Regions from separate parts of the Gossypium hirsutum genome. Here region 2 is linked to region 1. Evidence: chromatin contacts called from public Hi-C data. All regions are on one chromosome and are shown on one strand. The core of a region is the stretch at or near the end of the contact, and the rest is flanking DNA. Distances in the headings are between cores, read along the strand shown.

What was found. Hi-C and Micro-C count contacts between places; a contact is called where the count stands out from the background.
Region 2: a contact with region 1 is called in a Hi-C map of leaf, with 2.6 times the contacts expected there. The contact joins the promoter of LOC107900472 here to the promoter of LOC107962027 in region 1. A contact is called at or near these places in 3 of 34 Hi-C or Micro-C datasets (leaf and petal).

Annotation. Positions count from the first base shown.
Region 1 is chrA06:121,389,464-121,392,013 of Gossypium_hirsutum_v2.1, reverse strand. LOC107962027 (aspartic proteinase PCS1) reads left to right here and starts at 1,276. Exons shown (of 1, transcript XM_016898241.2): 1 at 1,276-2,550. The coding sequence starts at 1,380.
Region 2 is chrA06:121,739,970-121,742,519 of Gossypium_hirsutum_v2.1, reverse strand. It overlaps LOC107900472 (probable mediator of RNA polymerase II transcription subunit 37c), which reads right to left and starts at 1,285. Exons shown (of 2, transcript NM_001326889.2): 1 at 984-1,285; 2 at 1-747. The coding sequence starts at 1,197.

The DNA of each region.
Region 1 (2,550 bases), core at 27-2,526:
AGTGGATGACGGGAAACCCGAAGGGTGACAACCACCTACGCATCACTATCGGAAGAAGGCATGAAGCCCTTTCCCAAAGGTTATCCATAACTAAATTGACAAGACAGAAAGACCAGTGACAAAATGACAAGAGAGATTGAGAGTGTAAAACGAAGCTAAGAATTTTTTTGAGGCGATATTAAATAGTATATTTTATAAGAGCTAAAATATAATTTTACCATTTAATAGTTTATATTTTTAAAGGAATAAATCAAAATTTTATCATTTTTAGAGAGTTAAAGTGTAATATTACTATGTACTAATTTAAAATTTCATAAATTTTAAAAAATCAAAAATAAAAATTTCTATTTTAGAGAAGTCAAGACCTCTGCCAACCCTCTAGTGTTGCCCCATGAAGGTAAAAAGAGGTGAATCAACGACACAAGTGCCGACCGGTTAAAAACCAAATCGCAATATTTTACAAAAAAAATTGAATAAATTAAAATAATATGATGAAAAAGTACATAAAAAGTATTCTAAAAATTTTAATTGTTATTTAAAATTATCAAAAATACTTTACATGAAAAAAAATGCAAACATGAATAAATATTATCACCTTCTCTTACCGATACATGAATGTATATTAAGGGTTAGTTTTTCATTATCTTTTGAGGAGTGCGGTGAGAAAGTATTTTTAAAAATTTTAACTTAAAATTTAAGTGTATTGTATTGTTGTTAAAATGTGTTTTTGAGAAATGAAATGTCTATTTTGGACGTGATATTATAAAGTAAAAAAATATATATTTAAATAATGTTAAATTTCATTAATATTACAATATTTGAGGAAAAAATAACAAAACAATATTATTAATATTTTGATATAAAAATATAAATTTAAATATTTCAAAGCAATTAATGTGAATTGTTAATAAATTATATTTTAATATTTAAAAATATTTTAATAAAAAATAACCCTATATTCAATATAAATATTATATAAAAATAAAAGTTAAAAGTAACATTTTACTTTAAAATTACTTTTTCTATACATAAAAGTGCATTATTTTTTATTGCTTATGATGCAAAAAGTGTTTTTGTGCTCTAAAAACATTTTTAAAATGCAATGGAAAAACAGGTGTAAATAGCTGGAGCTTCAAAAAAAAAATAAAAATCGTATGACCAATTTAAGAATTTTCTTTTAAAAAAATATAAATAAATAGAAAAACTTTTTCCTTCAATTTTTCTAATTTATTTAATTTTTAAAAGAGAATAATGAGTTTTGCTACCAGTATTTAAGGAACCAAAGCTACACTAAACTGAAAAAACTTTCAAACAACAGTTATATTTTACGTACAAAACAAAACCGAAGATCAAAGCACTCTTTTTCCAAAACTAAATCAATGGCTTCTTTTCATTTTCTGCTTCATTTGACAATTTTGCTCCTCCTTTTCCATCAAAAATTTTCTTTTCCTTCCAAACAAACACTCTTTTTACCTCTCAAAACAACCCTTGGTCGAACCCCACTTACCTTTGCCCGTAACTCTAAACTTTCCTCCTCCGCCGCCACCAACAAGCTTGGCTTCCACCATAACGTTACTTTAACAGTTTCTTTATCCGTCGGCTCGCCGCCACAGAATGTCACTATGGTCCTCGACACTGGGAGTGAACTCTCATGGCTTCACTGCAAAAAAAATCCCAACTTAAATTCCTTTTTTACCCCTGAACTTTCCAAGTCTTACATTCACATCCCTTGCGCTTCACCCATTTGTAAAACCCGTACCCGAGACTTATTCGTACCCGCTTCCTGCGAACTGAATAATAAGCTGTGCCACGTGGCTGTCTCTTATGCCGACGCTTCCTCAATTGAGGGAACTCTCGCGTATGAGAATTTTGTAATAGGGTCCTCCATCCGACCCGGGTTTTTATTCGGGTGTATGGACTCAGGTTTTAGCTCGAATTCAGATGAAGATTCGAAAGCAACCGGATTAATGGGCATGAACCGTGGGTCCTTATCATTCGTGAGTCAAATGGGTTTTCCCAAATTCTCGTACTGTATATCGGGTTTTGACTCTTCTGGTGTTTTACTTCTCGGCGATACGAGATTCTCGTGGCTTAAAACGTTAAATTATACTCCTTTGATTCAAATATCCGATCCATTGCCATATTTTGATCGGGTTGCATATACGGTGCAATTAGAAGGAATTAAAGTTGGGACCAAAATGTTGGACCTACCAAGATCCGCTTTTTTACCGGATCACACGGGTGCGGGTCAAACAATGGTTGATTTGGGCACCCAATTTACTTTCTTAATGGGTCCGGTTTATAATGCGTTAAGAAACGAGTTTTTGCAACAAACAAGAGAGGTTTTACGAGTTTTTGAGGATCCGAACTTTGTTTTCCAGGGAGCAATGGACTTATGTTACCAAGTTGACGAGTCACCCGGTACGAGTTTTTCGAATTTACCACGAGTTAGTTTGATGTTTCAAGGGGCCGAGATGAGCGTATCGGGCGAGAGGCTATTGTATCGAGTACCCGAGATGAATAAGGGGAGTGATTCAGTGTATTGCTTCA
Region 2 (2,550 bases), core at 36-2,535, 350 kb before region 1:
CCATACACTTCCTAAAAAGATCCATGTTGAGCTCCTCAAACCTTGCACGAGTTATCGTGGTGTAAAAGTCAATACCCTCGTACAATGAATCGATCTCGATGGTAGTTTGAGCTGTCGATGAAAGAGTCCTCTTTGCTCTCTCACAAGCAGTCCTCAACCTCCTCAATGCTCTGGGGTTCCCACTAATATCCTTCTTATTCTTCCTCTTAAATTCTTGAACGAAATGGTTAACCATCCTATTATCGAAATCCTCACCACCCAAATGTGTATCACCAGCAGTGGCCTTAACTTCAAAGATACCTTCTTCAATAGTAAGCAATGAAACATCAAAAGTACCACCACCCAAATCGAAAATCAACACATTCTTCTCACCAACACTGCTGGCTTTCTTGTCAAGACCGTAAGCAATGGCGGCGGCTGTTGGCTCGTTGATGATTCGCATAACGTTAAGACCAGCAATGACTCCAGCATCTTTGGTAGCTTGCCTTTGGGAGTCATTGAAATAAGCTGGGACAGTAACGACAGCGTTCTTAATCGTCGCTCCGAGGTAAGCCTCGGCGATTTCACGCATCTTGATTAACACCATAGATGAGATTTCCTCGGCAGCAAATTGTTTTTCCTCGCCCTTGTAAGTAACAACAATCATGGGCTTATCACCAGGACCGGCGATTACCTTAAAAGGCCAAAGCTTCATATCGCTTTGAACCGACGAATCGCTATATCTTCTGCCGATTAATCGCTTAGCATCTGTTAATTTCAATAATTAACAAAAAAAAGTAAATAAACTTTACAGTCAACAAAATTACAGCAGGGAAGTCAAACTCTACTAAATTCGGGCAAATCATATAATGACGTCATAAATAGCATATAAAAATACAAAAAAATGAATCTCCTCGTAGAAGCAATTTCTAAAGGCATACAAAGCCTCAGATCTAAATCTAAAATGCAATTTTTTTACGATAAAAGGGGAAATAGAGATGTACCGAAGACGGTGTTGATCGGATTCATGGCGACTTGGTTCTTAGCAGCATCGCCGATTAAACGCTCGGAATCGGTGAAAGCAACGTAGGACGGCGTCGTTCGGTTGCCTTGGTCGTTGGCGATGATTTCAACTCGGTCATGTTGCCATACTCCGACGCAAGAGTATGTCGTACCGAGATCTATACCGATCGCCGGTCCTTCTCCTTTTCCGGCCATCACTCTAAATTCCAGCAAAAATCAAAGAAACTAGAGAGAAAAAAAAAGAAAATGAAGAACGAAGAGTTGTTCTTTAGAATGAACTGTGTGGCTTAGTATTAAGGGTTAGTGCTTTTATATATTTTAAATTAGGGTCATTAGGGTTCTAGAATGTTCGGGGGGAAAATGGGGGGTTTACGGCCGTTGGATTTTATAGAATGAATGGTTGAGATTTGATTTTCGGATTTGGAAAAAGAAGTCGTGGGCTCCACCACGAGTTTTTAGTTGCGTGTTTCGGGCGGGTGAGAATTTTGATTTTTCTTTTTGAATGAAGTCGGCTACGCGCTTATGACGGGTCTGGTCTTTTTCGGGTTTGGATTCAAACTCAACTCGAATTACACATATGGACCTTCATTTTATTTTATTTTTGGTTGAAAACTTTGTTATTAAGTAAATATATTTTTAAGATGCCCAAAATAAATAAATAAATAAATATTTCTATAGTGATATACAAACTGTTTTTTTAAACAATTTTATTATAGATTTTGATCATATTTATTCTTTTTGATATAATGTCTAGAATTATTTATAGTCTCAACCCAACCTATAAATAAAAGGATAATATGTTTCAACGCACTTGAACTCACATTCTCTTGCATTGACAATAATGTCCATGTCAATCGAGTTAAAATTCAATCAGTTGATATACAAAATATTTTTAATTTCACAAGTAATTTGACATGCCATGTTTTTTATTTTAATTTTAATTTTAATTTTAATTTTAATTTTAATTTTAATTTTAATTTTTCTTCATTAGCAATTGTAATATATATTATGTTGTATGAGTCAATTTGACACCAATTCAACTGTGAAATTATTAAAATAAATTTACTTTAAAGAATAATTAATATTATTATAAGAATATTTTCATACTTTTATATAATTCTCAAATAAAATAATTGTGAAACATTATTTGAAAATTAAACACAAGATCAACAAATTCATATAAAAAGATATTGTCACTCAACTAATAATCTTTCATCGATATATTTTTATAAATATATATTTTTAATATAAAATATTTTCGCTCATCATATCGTGAGTGTAATAAAATCTAATATTTTTTATGTTTTTAAGGATTATTATTGTTTACATCTAGGTAAAGTTATACCATCAGTTATTTTATTTTGATAACTTTTTTTGTCAAATTTTGTTACCATATTTTCGTATCATTTACTTCTAAAATTAATATGATTATATGAGTTTATTGATAACAAATTTCAATGAAAAATATATCAATTTTAATTGTTAACATTTTTAAGTTAAAATATTAAAATTAAAAACTTATTTAAATATAAAGATTAAATCTCAAAA